5 separate regions of the Mus musculus genome follow, and regions 1, 2, 3 and 5 are each linked to region 4. Evidence: chromatin contacts called from public Hi-C and HiChIP or PLAC-seq data. All regions are on one chromosome and are shown on one strand. The core of a region is the stretch at or near the end of the contact, and the rest is flanking DNA. Distances in the headings are between cores, read along the strand shown. Region 1 has its middle 36 kb from the start of Gm40931. Region 2 overlaps Gm40931 (a long non-coding RNA gene). Region 3 overlaps Jarid2 (jumonji, AT rich interactive domain 2). Region 4 has its middle 61 kb from the start of Gm29676. Region 5 has its middle 34 kb from the start of Gm23117.

Region 1 (2,700 bases), core at 97-2,596, 350 kb after region 4:
TTTTTTTTTTTTTTTTTAAGGCAATGAAATTCTTCTGTATAAAACTGCAGTTTAGTATGTGGGGTAGTTTTGCAAAAACTCAGAAAAATAACATCCTAAAGTAAACTAGAAGCATAGTCACAATTTCTTGCAATAATGCAAGGTGTTGAATAAAAAGAAAATGGGGGAGGGATGACAGAAAGCTGTAAGATTATCATAATTTTCCCATAAACCTCACCAGAAGCTGCTCTAGAAATTGCCTTTTAAACTAACATTTTAATGGAGAGAAATTTTAAAACTCCATTCCATGGGAGCTGGAGAGAGAGTTTATTGGTTAAAGGCTCCCAGCACCCACACCTTAGCTAACAAACATCTCTAGCTCCAGGTCCAGGGGATGCAACAACCTCTTCTGGCTTGCTCAAGCACCAGGCACTCATGTGGTGCACAGACAGACATGCAGACAAAGCACCCATACACACAAAACAAGATTTTTTTAAAAAATAACTTTTAAACAACTCTAAACCAGCCATGGAGGCGGACACCTTCAGTACCAACCCTTTGGAGGCAGAAGTATCCGTATCTCTATGAATCTGAGGCCAGCTTGGTCACACACAAAGAAACCCTGTCTCAAAAAAACCAAAACTGAATAAATAAATAAATAAACAAACAAACAAACAAACAAACAATGTTTTATATACACACACACACACACACACACACACACACACACACATATATATATATATATATATATATATATATATATATATATATATCCAGCAAAGAATTTATTAGAGAGAGATTGTGTTCTTGGCAAGCCTGGGGCCCTGAGTTCAAACCTTAGCACCAGCAATCAATAGGTTATTTTTCTAATAACAGGTTTCAAATTCCCAGGAGAACAAACAGATGAAAACTGACCTTCCAGGTCTGAGTTGAACTCCACTGCTGTTTTGTAGCTCATATGAGGCCCTCTCCATTCTCCTCCACACTTTGGTCATACCTCTCTGTCTGATCTTGGCAGCAGACATCTCTCCGAGAGAGTTTGAATAAACAGGATTACAGATGTCAACGTGTGTCCGTCAGGGCTTCTCACCTAGGTGTCTGTGGACCCTCTTGGCCCTGATCTCAAGATTTTCACGATCATCCAGACATCAATAAAACCTGGCATGTATATACACACATGCTTTCTTCCTGGGTAGAGGGGTCTGTTGCTTCCATTAGATTTTCAAAGGAGTCTGTGACCTAAAAAAAAAAAAAAAAAAAAGTATCCCGACCCCCCTTTTCTCTGTAATTAATTACAGAGTGTTTACAGAGCTTTCGCGGCGGAATCTGTCATTAGTGGCTCGGCTAACTTCCCCCTCTGCTAACCTCAGCACTGTCCGGAGGCTTTACGGGGGGTTGAGTTTCTATGAGGTTTATATGGGTTTCGTCTCGCTCCAAAGGAAGGAGTGGGTGAGGACCATGCCACCAGAGACACCCACGAGCATGAGATCTTCTCTGAGGGAATCTGAGCTCTCCCACAGCCCAGCAGCAGGACAGAGGCTGAAGGACCAGTTCGGCGACTTGCTGTCTGCTTTCCACTCGACTGATAGCTAGCATATGGCAATTTATGCTTATGAAGGTGATGATTCATCCCTAATCCTTTAAAAAAAAAAAAAAAGTCAACCCTATGTGGCTTTGGCTCTCTGCCCCAAGTGCCCTTCTGTTCTCCAGAATGTCTGCGTTGTCACCTGCCGCTGCTTTGGGTATCACTTGCTCCTTGGCATCACGGCTCCCGCAGGCTCGTTGGCTGGGTCTGTGGCACTGGCTCCTTTTCTCTTTGCTCCTCCTTCGGCTTCTCTTTTGTGCTTTTTCACGGTTTTGTTTAGAAACGAGCTTCACGCTGTAGCCCAGGTTGACCTGAGCTCACCGTGTATCTTACCCTGACCCTGAACTCACGGGGTTCCTCCTGCCTTAGCCTCTGCGTGCTGAGATGACAGGTGAACCACCACACCCGGATTTGACTGCTGCCTCTTCTCTTCCTTGCTCAAATGTTCCCTTAGCTCTCTCCTTACACCTCCATGGCTCATCAGGTAGACGTGCTTGCCGCCAAGAATGAGGAACTGAATTCTACCCCTGGGACTCACATAGCAGAAGGAGAGAACTGGCTCCAGGATGTCCTCTGATCTTCGCGACATGGCTGTGAGCATGCTCTCCTGCACTCACTCACACGAGCAGGAGCGAACACACACAGTGTGTGAGTTTAAACTTTGAAAGAAAGTACGTTGTCTTTATTGTCAGCTTGGTGATACTTAGAATCGTCTAGAAAACACCTCAGACGTGTCTTTCCAGAGATGTTTAACTAAAGAGAGAAGAGTCACTTTGAATGTCCATGGCATTAGCATTTTTCAGTGCTCCAGGCTGAATAAGAAAGAAAGAAGCAGGAAGCCAGTAGGTGCTTGCTCTCTCTCTCTCTCTGTCTCTCACTCTCTCTGTCTCTCTCTTACTCTGTCTCCCTCTATGTCCCTTTCTGTGACTGTCTCTGTCTCTCTCTGATTCTCTCCACTCTCTACTTCTCCCTCTCCCCCTCCCCTTTCCTTCTCTCTTTCCTGTGAACACAATGTAACTAGCCTTCTCACACCTCATTCAAGTTAGCTCTCCCTGCCTACATTTTGTGTCATTGTGGGGACTGAGCTGAAATACATCCTTCTTTCCTTAAGTTGCATTCCTCAGGTCTGTAGT
Region 2 (2,700 bases), core at 186-2,685, 310 kb after region 4:
TCTTTTCTTTTTTTTTTTTTTTTTTGAGACAACGGCTCACCCAAGGTGACCTTGGAATTATTTCTTTTCCTCCCCCTGCCCCCTGGCCCCCGCCCTGTTCTCTGTGTCTGTGTGTGTCTGTGTGTGCCTGTGTCTGTGTCTGCGTCTGTGTGTGCGCGCACGTTTGATGTGTGTGCATGTCTGTGTTGGGGTTCGAAGATAACTGTGGGATAGATCCTTGTCATCCGTGTAGTTCAAGACAACGTCTTGCCACAGCATATGCCAAGGTTGCTGCTCCCTAAGCACCTGGGGATTCTCCAGTTTCTGCCTCCCACTTCACAGCCCCTTTGCTTTACATGGGTTCTAAGACGTAAGCTCAGATCTTCACGTTTTCAAATTCAGACCCTTGCACTTGTAAGGCAAGCATTTTACCCACTAAACAAAGCGTTTTTTTTTTTTTTTTCCTGTTTTTCTCCTCCCCTTAGGGGATGGGGATTTCCCCAAGGTAACCCAAGCTGGCCTCAAACCCGTGAGTTCCTCTGCCTCCGAGGTACTGGGATGACAGCTATACCCAGCTAATAGGACTGTCACAGTTTGGCTTTGGTTATTACCAGGTCTTTGCCTAGTCTGGCCTTACCGATACACTGTCCAGAACACTCGGTCAGTGTCATGCTCTGCTCTGCCTCAGCCATCAGCTGAAGCTGGACAGTAATCTCCCTCAAACCAAATGATTTAGTATCCGCCTCCAGGAGTTCAGGTATGAGCTAATCGTGCGATAGTGAAATTGCAACCATTGTAGAAAACATAAGTCTTTTTTCCCCATGGTGGGAGTGAATGACTCGTTCTGGGGATGCTATCTCAGAAAGAATGGAATGTTGTTGCCTGAACGTTACCTCCTAGGTGAGCTGTAGCAATAGCAACACCTGCAAACTGTAGACAGAGACAGGCAGCCCTGAACCTCAGAAACGAGCAAGTAGAGGTCAGACAGGCAGTGCTTCACAGAGGCAGAGCTCCTGAGTTCGATTCCCCACACATTAGCTAGCTGATCGTTGCATTAGTACAGATACAGAGCTGCATATATTTCAATAATCAACGTATTATCTTCCAGAACACAAAATGTTGACTTCAGTTAGGTTTTGAATATTCCCAAGAAAGGCAACAGAATTGAATCTCGGAGTCAGAAGGGATGTAAAGAAACATCTGGTGTGTCACCACTGGTAGATGAGGGACCAAGACAGAAAAGCAACTTCATTTCCATAGGATAATCTGCATTCCTGGTTTCTCCCTGACTTCTGAGCCCATCACCATTAGGCTGGACCCTGTCAGGGTCCATTAAAGGAGATAAGGTCCCGGGAGTTCCTAGTGGCTTTGCTGGCGCAGTGTCAATAGCCAACAATGGCTGAGTGCTTTTTATCAGGCACTCCTCCCGTTGCACTATTAAAGTGGTAGGCAGAGACAATAAATAACTGACACTCCCCTTATCGGTTATACCGAGAAGGAGCCAGGACCTTGAGCTCGACCCAGCAAGCAGCCCCTGTTGTTTATAGAGGCTCAGAGTTGACTCAGAGCTGGGGACACTCAGCCTCGCTTGCCAAGCACCCTCACCAGAGACTTGAAACTGCTCGGCAGAGAGCAGGAATGTGGTGAAGTATCTATCACTGTAATGCAGCACTTGCGAAGAGAAGGCTGAAGAACCGGAGTTCAAGACCAGCCTCGGAGAAGGAAAAGAAGGAGAAGAAGGAAGAAAAGATGCACCATTTGAAGCTGAGAGAGGTTTCCTACTAAAACTCTAAGAAAGTCTAAGAAATACTGCGAGGCCCAGGCCAGATACCCCTACAGCAATATAGCATACAAGAGGGCAGTATCTGCTACTAGTTGTCACCTCAGAGAAATGAACAGCACAGACACCAGAGCTTCTATTGCTCAGTGAGGGCCTGAGATGCCTGGAGGCAATTCTTCAGGGGCCAGAAGTCCCAATGCCCTGTAAAGAAGCAGTCAGTGACTGTCATCGAAACAGCTATTATGGGCTAGTGAGATGGCTCAGCAGGTGAGAGCACTGACTGTTCTTCCGAAGGTCCTGAGTTCAAATCCCAGCAACCACATGGTGGCTCACAATGGCACGTAATGAGATCTGATTCGGCTGAAGTTAGCTACAGTGTACTTATGTATAATAATAAATAAATCTTTAAAAAAAAGAAAGACCTAGCAAACACAGAAGTGGATGCTCACAGTCAGCTAATGGATGGATCACAGGGCTCCCAATGGAGGAGCTAGAGAAAGTACCCAAGGAGCTAAAGGGATCTTCAACCCTATAGGTGGAACAACATTATGAACTAACCAGTACCCCTGAGCTCTTGACTCTAGCTGCATATGTATCAAAAGATGGCCTAGTCGGCCATCACTGGAAAGAGAGGCCCATTGGACAGGCAGACTTTGTGTGCCCCGGTACAGGGGAACGCCAGGGCCAAAGGGGGGGAGTGGGTGGGTAGGGGAGTGGGGGTGGGTGGGTAAGGGGGACTTTTGGTATAGCATTGGAAATGTAAATGAGCTAAATACCTAATAAAAAATGGAAAAAAAAAAAAAAAAAAAAGAAAGAAACAGCTGTTATGATATGGATTCCATGTCAGCCGCAGGATTCAGGCAACCATAGGCGGCAGATTGTGACTCCGGCTCAATCGGACAAAGAGCATCAAGGATAAAGTTTCCATCTGCTGAGGGCAT
Region 3 (2,700 bases), core at 97-2,596, 480 kb after region 4:
TAAGAAAAGCTGTTTGGGCAAACTGGGACACACCACAGCTTCCACACCGATTTGTTGTTTGTTTTAATTTTTGGGGACATTGCAAAGGCAGAGGGCACATATGGAGAAATGGGGAGATACACAGGATTGGGGTGTGCTATGTGAAAGTTACAATGAATCAGTAAAAGTAGTCTGGTTGAGCCAGTAGGGTGGGTGTGTTTAATTTCTTGTTGATGAAGATTATTAATATGTCATACAGGGCAATTGCCACCTCACTGCATGCAGTTCAAACACTTTCTACTTCTCAGTGCTGTTTAAATCTTAATATCTGACATGTTTGTTTTAGTAGAAATTGTTTTTCTAGTGTCTGCTGTTGTTTTTTTAAAAATAAATTAAGCCATATCCACCTGTTTGCTGTGTGGTGGGTGTAGGGAGGAAGGTGTGCCTTGATATAGTGTTTCTCTCTATCATGAGGATCTGAGGCATGGAACTTAGGGCAGCAGGCTTTGGACAGCACCTTCATCCTGTGACATCTTGCTCTTCTTCTGTGGCTATTTTGGTATAGTTTCCTTTCTCTGGTTTCCTAGTGTTCACTGCCACAATGTAGGTAGGATGCTTGGCTACCTTTTCTTTTTTCCTGTATGCTGATAGTGAGTAGTATTCATTAGGATGGGCTCTTTGTGTTGTCACATTTATTTGTTTAAGGTGACAATTGTGGGAAAGAAGGAGTCCTTATATAAAGTCAAAATTTGTGCTAAAGAACAGCTGTATTTGAAAGATAAGTTGATATGTTAAAAAGTTTATTTTTGGAGCCCAGGTAGTGGTAGCTGGCATGGAATTGGACTGTGACTTACACCAGGATGCACCGAAACTCAGACTTACCCACTTCTGGTCCCCGAGGGCTGGGTCATTATGTAAAGATTTCTTTTTATTTTTAACTAAGTGCACGTGCGTATGTCAGAGAGAGGTACGTGCAGGATACAGAAGAGGATTTGTGGATTCTCATGGAGCTGGAGTTACAGGTTTTGAACTGTTTGGCATGGTGCTAGAAACAGAACTCTGCTCTTGCCAGAGCTCTTACTCACTGAGTCGGAGCAGTCTTTCCATGAGACAGGAACTTACCATTTGGCCTAGGCTGTCTTTCAAGTCACGGAGATCTACATGCCTCTTCCTGTCCAGTGATGGGATTTAAAGGTGTGCACCATCACTCCTAGCCCCTTTTTACTAATAAGACTATTAAAAATACTGGCATAGTGATATTACAGAAGTCTGGCTTGCCTAGCTAGCAGTCTTGAGATGCCCGAGAACCGTATTGGGTCATACCCAATGAGGTAGCAAGTAGTCAGCTCTGAACTTAGGCAGCGACCATGACGCACCCACTGATGGTCGCTTTTTTTCCCTTTTCCTTTTAAAGAGTGAAATAAAAGAGACTGTTCTCAAGAGGAAGTGTGTTTTCTGCCCACGCTTTCCTTCCTGTCCCTGTGATGTTAGGGAAAATGTTAATTTGGTGGTTTTGTATAATTTTCTTGTCAGTGGAAAAGTGAAACATTGGTGCAGAGAAGTAGCAGCTCCCCCACTCCAGCCTCTGTCTTCTCCTTTGCTGGGTGGACCTATTTACACGAAGGTTCCTTTCCCCCATGCAGTCTTTCCTGCTCCTGCACATTTGGCCTGGAAAATTTGCAAGCTGTTCTCACATATACTTGAAATTTTACTTTGCAGTAGCATAGTAAGGTGAGTGTAGGGAGTCTCAGCATTTGCATAAGGGAATGGTGTAGTCCAGTGGGTTTCACCTGTGCCATGACCAACAAAGACAACCTTTGTTTCTAAAAATACTTATATTATATATGTTTCATAGAGTAGCAAAATTTCACTTATGAAATAGCAAGGAAGATGATTTTATGGTTGGTCACCACAACCTGAGTAGCTGTATGAAAGGGTCACAGCATTAGGAAGGTGGAGAACTGCTGCAGTAGATAGTAATTAGTTTGGTCTTTTGTTTAAGGACCTGCCACTTGCTACACTTGGTTGACCAGGTTTCCCCAGAAAAGGTCTTATGCTGTACAATAGAAATTATTGATATGCCTGTCAGTTTTTGTTTTGTTTTTTTTTTTAAATTTATGAGTACACTGTTTTCAGATACACCAGAAGAGGGCATCTTATCCCATTACAGATGGTTGTGAACCACCATGTGATTGCTGGGAATTGAACCCAGGGCCTCTGGAATAGCAGTCAGTGCTTTTAACCGCCAAGCCGTCTCTCCAGTCCCCTTTATTCATTTAAACTTTTTTTTCCTTCAAAGATTGATATATATATATATATATATATATATATATATATATATATTAATTATGTGAACTGTTTTCAGACACACCAGAAGCCAATTATTTTATTACTACTTGCTTAGTCTTTTCGTTTGTATGCAATGTTTTCTCATCTTAAACTTCTGACCTCCTAAACCCCTCCACTTTCCTATCCCCGACCTCCCCTTGCTGCACCCACCATTTCACTGGCCTTTCACTTTGGCTACTGGAGGTCTAAACTGAGGTCTTCATTCTTGCTCAGAAAAGCACTTTTTGCTCTGAGCCCTCTAGCCTCAGTCCCCAGACTTTAGTAAATGGAAAGGAATAAATAATAGAGGAAAGTGGTAGGATTGTATGAGCGGGATCTGGTGATGCCTACACTGATCAATAAGCGTTAACCTGTAGTTGAGTGTGGTTGATT
Region 4 (2,700 bases), core at 70-2,569:
ACCAAAACTTCTGAAACCAACAGTCATAACACATCTTTTCCACCTTTATGCTGTTCTTTAGGTGTTTTTTTTTTCCTTACAACAATGAGAAAAGAAGCTAAAAACAGGAAGTATGGCATCTTTCAAAAGGCTACTTTCAACCCTCCTCGCTCTGCATGCAACAGTTAGCATTGCAGTAGTGAATATCACAAGCTACGAGGCTTAATGTTTAAAAAAAATATATTCCTCATAGCTTTGGAATCCAGTCCAAGATCAAGGAATTGACAAGGCATCCCTGGAATCTCTCCTTGGTTTGTATATGACAATCTTTCCCCCAAATCATCAAGTTATCTTCTTTTGACACAGGTCTATGCCCTAATCTCTTTCTATATGGATACTAGACTGACTTAGGGATGGATCACCCATATGCCCTCATTTTAAGCAGTGTCGCCTTCTGAGGTGCCAGAAGTTAGCACTCCAACAAAGAGTTTTTAAAGGGATGTAACTTACCCCTCCCACTCCTTGGAGGGACTTGGTACTCAACTGAATAAACTCAGCTTCATTTCAGCTATAACAGACTCAGTCTGAGGCCTGGATTCATAAAGGAATAGAGCCGAATGCTCATCTGATGTCTGACTTGTTGTGGTTTATGCAGAACAACGCCAGCAGAAGCGGGGAGGACAGTGATGTCACTAAAAAGCATTCTCTTAGAAGGAGACCAGCTTCTGTGATCCCAGGGGGCATTAGAACCATGATATCCTTCTCTAGAAAAGAAATTATTGGATTTTTTTAATTTACATTTCAAATGTTATCCCCTTTCCCAGTTTCCCCTCCCTTCCTGTAAACCCCCTCTCCCATCCTCCCTCCCTCTGCTTCTATGGGGGTGTTTCTCCACTCACCCACCCACTCCCACCTCCCTGCCCTCCATTCCCCTATACTGGGGCATCTATCCAGCCTTCATAGGACCAGGGACCTCTCCTCCCCTTGATGCCTGACAAGGCCATCGTCTGCTACATTTGCAGCTGGAGCCATACGTACTCCCTGGTTGATGGCTAAATGCGGCAGGATGGTGTGAGCACTTTCTGACTGCACTCCTTCACCCCACCTCCCCTGGGACCTTCATTAAGGTTCTTCTCAAAAGGGATTTCCCTCTCACATCTACAAACATCAGAAAGGAGTGGAATGAGTCGCCAAATGATCAGAACGAACGTTTTCTCATGGCACTTTCTCCTGAGCAAAAACATGACTTCTTACGTGAGCAAAACGAAAGAAAAGTGATAGCAGATGACTAACCAGGGTGACAGGAAGATGTATGGGTGTTCGGGACATCGGGAGCTTTTGAAGCACGCAAGGCCGGTGCTGAAATGAGAGTGGGTGAGCAACCGCCCTCGCAAATGGAGCACAGGAAGAACTATGAATAAGACGCATACACACACACCAAAAAGACGTGTGTAATTTGCAGTGTGTAGCAGTGGGCTGACCATGATGGTTCTAAATACCCTCTGACACATTTTTACAGAGGAACCGGGTGGCTTTATTCTAGATGACAATCCCTTGCTAATTACCCTTCATGCTGACTGATAGTGGCACTGTGAGTCACCAGGGTTCTCCCGTGGAGCCCTGTTTACTCATGGGCCATGTGTTGGCTGTGATTGGGACGTGAGTGAATCCAGAAGCCCTTGATTACAGACCTCCATGTGGGGGATGAGGGTCCGGGTGACATCATGGGTCATGGACTGAATTGCACCCCCACCCCCCACCCCCAAACAAAAGCTGCATTGAAGTCTTAAGCCCCAGTTCCTACAAATGTGACTCAATTAGAAAGGAAGCCATTGCACATGTAATCGGTTAAGATAAGGCTCTATTTGATCAGGGAAGAGCCAACATCCGATATGACTGGAAAAAAGCAGAGAGAGAGAGAGAGAAGGACACCAGGAAGAGAACCATGGAGATAGACATTGGAAAGATGCATCTACAACCCAAGGAATGCCAGTGCATCCATTACTTTAGCTAACAAAAGGAGCCTATGGGAGAAAGGATTTATTTTGACTTATGGTTTTAGAAGATACAGCTGGTTCATAATGCTGGAGCCATGGATGGAAGGGGGAACGTGGGAGACAACTGATCGGCATGGCCTCTCCAGTCAGGGGGCAGAGAAACGTAAATGCTGGTCCTCAAATTGCTTCCTCCTTCTTCATCTTATATTCAGTCTGGCATACACATATACTTACACACGCATGTGCATGCACACACACACACACACACACACACACACACACACACATGCATGCACCAGCCCTTCAGGGTAGGTCTTCCCTGATCAGTTAATAATCTTTGGAAATAACCTCATAGACAACAACAAGGGTGTGCCTCTCTTATGCTGTGGACACTCTTAAATCTAATCAAGTTGTCAATAAAGAACTGGCCATCACAATCTGAAAACACCAAAGTCTGGGGAAAGGCAAAGGATTCTCTCCCTTTGCTTCAAGAGGTCAAGCCTTTGGAAGTCGGGGAGAAGAAGCGTTGCTCCTCCAGCCTACTGTACTTTGCAAAAGCAAGTACCCATACTGTGGTTCCCAGTCACAAACAAGCTTTGAACCCCATGGTCCTCTGCTCCACAGCTTCTAAACTGATAACTCTTCATAATAGTCCCCTCTTGAGCACAGTTCCAATATTTCAAAAACATGCAGACTTTTACTTTTCTTCTTTCCCTCTCCTCCA
Region 5 (2,700 bases), core at 141-2,640, 410 kb before region 4:
CCTTCCTCTACCCGAGCCCTGGGGTTGTGGAAGTACACCACAATGCCCAGCTTTTTACATGGCTGCTCACATCTGAAATCAGGTCTTCGGGCTTCTTGTGCCACCTCTGAGCCATCTCTCCAGCTTCAGGAACCACTTTACAGCTTTCTGTAGGATAGGCAGGACAAGATCTTTTTGGTGTTAACTAAGTTTGCTTCTTTTCTATGGCCTCTAGTATGTCAGAGACCTGTGGGAGATGCAAGAGCCCAGGACCAAGAATTCCAGCATGCAAACAGAGCCCCTGAGAATCCCCTGAACCCATTTCTATTGTCCCCTCATTGCTACAGTTTCAAAGATGAGACAGCTCGCTAGGACTCTCCAGAATTTTACCTGCGACTTTCCCCCTGAGCTTCTTATAATAGCTGCAAAGCCAAATTAAAATGCAAAGGGTGCAAAAAAATATATATATATAGTTTTGAAATGTTCTCTTTGTTTATTTTGGTAACATTCACTCCAGGGGTTAAAAAAATAAAAATCAATTCCTTGCTAAATCAAGATACTCCTCTTTCTTCCAGGTTTCATTTTTTACCTCAGGAGGTATGAAGTTTTAAAATGTGTTCCTAGGGCAGGGTTATGTTCCTCTGGATACTGTCATATTATCCCCAGACCTCTGCTGAGAGGTTCTTCTTAGCCTACTGCCTGTCTCCTCACTCCTTTGGTCCACAAATATGTTTCCTAGGTTTCCAAAAGGATGCAAGGCTAGAGGATAGAGATGGAGAAAGGGCTTCTTGGAGGCTGTTTCTTTGCAACAGGCAGGGTAGAATCAGAGGAGTCCCTGGCAGGCCCAGGGACCCTCCCCAGAGCCCATCCCTCACACGCACACCCTGGTTTGTACCATTTCTTTTCCTTTCGGGCTTCCTGGTGAAACTCAAGACTCCTTTCCCTTCCTTCCTCCCCACTTCTGCCTCCCCCACATCCCTCTAGCCCAAGAAAGCTTTAGTTACAGAGTGGAAATGGCCTGGATTTTTCTCCTACAGTGTTTGCTGTCCCCAGTGTCATGCTCCTTCTCCAAACAGTGCCTCATGTGTGGCTGTACAGGGTAAGCTGCTCAGACACAAGGATGTCCACGGGAAGTGATCTGCAACCACAGAGCGCCCACAGGCTTTACAAGGTATTGTGAGACTGCTCGCCTCTCCTTATTCCCCCGCTATAGCTGCCTGTGGGACACAAGACACATGGGCTCAGATGATTTTACAACCCCTGCGTAGGGTCACATACAGATCATCAGGTAAGGTGATGTGACTGTCCTCATCACATGTCCGGAAACAGGTTGTTGTTCTGTTTCGTCTCAAGGCATCAAAGTCAGACCGTGTATAACCAGGACAAGGAGAACAAAAGGCAGCCGCAGCTTTAGTCCTCCCCACCCCAATCTGTGCTTCCCCATCTGAACCCAATGAGCAATGGAAGACGCCCAGCAAACTGAGATGGGGAGGAAGTGGGGGGGGGAGCAGCCCCTGAGAAAGTGAATGAGGTCTTCTATGAAGACAGAATTATGCTGGGGGTGGAGCTAAACCCAGTCCTCTGGTTCTGAATCTTCGTTAACACTTCTAACGGGTCGGCCATGCCCAACTCTTTACAGGGAGGTGGATTCTGGTTACTTAAATAATTTGCTCCTGGGGCACCATAAAACCTTAGACCCGGAGCAGAGCTTAACAATCTAAACTGACTCTTTCTTCTGTTGCTATCGGAGTCTGTCTCCGTGCCAGCAACAAATGCAGGTTCTTGGGCCCCCCTGCCTCAGACTTAACTGAATTCCGTGCAGACCAAATTTATTCTTTTTCTAAATTGGAACTCAGCGACTGGTACCCCCAAATGCCTAAAAGGCCAGATGTTTAACACAGAATTTAAGGTGCCTGGCCTTCCGTTGTCTCCACCCATCTCTAACAGAAAGAGATTTTCTACAAAGGCCCCACATCCTCCCAAGATCCCATCTGCCCACAGAGAAGCAGAGTGCCCTCTCAGGCTGCACACACAGCTCTATTAACCAGAGAAAACGCAGCTCAGATCCCAGGAAGATGGCTGAGATTGGTGAACACACCTGGGTGGACTTTTCATCACAAGCCATAGTTTGGTCTATAGAGAATCTTTCCCAAACCACTGTCTCGCATCCAGGCCAAATAGACTGTCACAGGCCACAGAATACTCTCTAATGCACACTACTGGGTTTCCCTGAAAGCCATTTACTATTTTTCTACAAACTTTCTGCGTTTCCCCACTCCGCCCATCTATTCTCCAAGAGGAGTTCTTCAGTTTCCATCTACTCTCCAAGAGGAGTTCTTCAGTTTCCAAATCACGGTTAGCGCTTCCCTGCCTGTAATAAATGCATGAATCTTTCCACGGCTTCCTTCTTTTTAGTTGAGACTAGCAATTCTTCAAAGAGTGGAAGGGAGTTCCCCTTCAGTTCTACGACCTCATACATGATCCTCTACGGGCTCTACGTGAGTGTTTCTATTTCCAAGGAGCTGGGTTGCAGAAACAGGCAGCTGGCTATGAGCCCTAACAATTGGATGTGTCCTTGTGTCAGTGAGATTAATCTAACTTCAGCGACTTCCACCTGCTGGCCTTGGCTCCATCCTGTGACTACAATTCAGAGTTATAGCTGACTCGGGATCCCTGGAAATTGGGCTAATTATCCCCATGTAGGAGTTTGGTAAAAACTGA

Evidence for each region. Hi-C and Micro-C count contacts between places; a contact is called where the count stands out from the background. HiChIP or PLAC-seq counts read pairs in DNA pulled down with a chosen protein or histone mark.
Region 1: a contact with region 4 is called in a BATF HiChIP or PLAC-seq map of CD8 T cells, with 5 read pairs. The contact joins two enhancer-like sites. A contact is called at or near these places in 3 of 115 datasets of contacts at active chromatin or transcription factors (CD8 T cells, bone marrow-derived macrophages and embryonic stem cells) and 1 of 9 other capture datasets (embryonic stem cells).
Region 2: a Hi-C map of the N1E-115 cell line shows a contact between it and region 4, with 4 times the contacts expected there. The contact joins two enhancer-like sites. A contact is called at or near these places in 5 of 484 Hi-C or Micro-C datasets (the N1E-115 cell line, Th1 cells, bone marrow-derived macrophages and 2 more), 3 of 115 datasets of contacts at active chromatin or transcription factors (CD8 T cells, cardiomyocytes and embryonic stem cells) and 1 of 9 other capture datasets (embryonic stem cells).
Region 3: a BATF HiChIP or PLAC-seq map of CD8 T cells shows a contact between it and region 4, with 9 read pairs. The contact joins two enhancer-like sites. A contact is called at or near these places in 2 of 115 datasets of contacts at active chromatin or transcription factors (CD8 T cells and fibro-adipogenic progenitors) and 1 of 9 other capture datasets (embryonic stem cells).
Region 5: an H3K27ac HiChIP or PLAC-seq map of thymic regulatory T cells shows a contact between it and region 4, with 4 times the contacts expected there. The contact joins two enhancer-like sites. A contact is called at or near these places in 6 of 115 datasets of contacts at active chromatin or transcription factors (cardiomyocytes, embryonic stem cells, extraembryonic endoderm stem cells and 1 more).

Annotation. Positions count from the first base shown.
Region 1 is chr13:44,672,130-44,674,829 of GRCm38.p6, forward strand. No RefSeq gene overlaps it. Among named protein-coding and RNA genes, the nearest start is that of Gm40931, 36 kb to the left of the region's middle. Within about 2 kb of position 1,347, at least 76 of the 459 cell types and tissues checked have an H3K27ac peak or open chromatin away from gene starts, as enhancers often do. A contact at or near this core is called in CD8 T cells, where this site is marked.
Region 2 is chr13:44,625,511-44,628,210 of GRCm38.p6, forward strand. The region is part of intron 1 of Gm40931 (a long non-coding RNA gene); the gene reads right to left. Among named protein-coding and RNA genes, the nearest start is that of Gm40931, 10 kb to the right of the region's middle. Within about 2 kb of position 1,436, at least 25 of the 459 cell types and tissues checked have an H3K27ac peak or open chromatin away from gene starts, as enhancers often do. A contact at or near this core is called in the N1E-115 cell line and Th1 cells, where this site is marked.
Region 3 is chr13:44,798,840-44,801,539 of GRCm38.p6, forward strand. All of the region lies in intron 1 of Jarid2 (jumonji, AT rich interactive domain 2), which reads left to right. Among named protein-coding and RNA genes, the nearest start is that of Jarid2, 69 kb to the left of the region's middle. Within about 2 kb of position 1,347, at least 94 of the 459 cell types and tissues checked have an H3K27ac peak or open chromatin away from gene starts, as enhancers often do. A contact at or near this core is called in CD8 T cells, where this site is marked.
Region 4 is chr13:44,319,917-44,322,616 of GRCm38.p6, forward strand. No RefSeq gene overlaps it. Among named protein-coding and RNA genes, the nearest start is that of Gm29676, 61 kb to the left of the region's middle. Within about 2 kb of position 1,320, at least 27 of the 459 cell types and tissues checked have an H3K27ac peak or open chromatin away from gene starts, as enhancers often do. A contact at or near this core is called in CD8 T cells, the N1E-115 cell line, Th1 cells and 1 more, where this site is marked.
Region 5 is chr13:43,905,056-43,907,755 of GRCm38.p6, forward strand. No RefSeq gene overlaps it. Among named protein-coding and RNA genes, the nearest start is that of Gm23117, 34 kb to the left of the region's middle. Within about 2 kb of position 1,391, at least 25 of the 459 cell types and tissues checked have an H3K27ac peak or open chromatin away from gene starts, as enhancers often do. A contact at or near this core is called in thymic regulatory T cells, where this site is marked.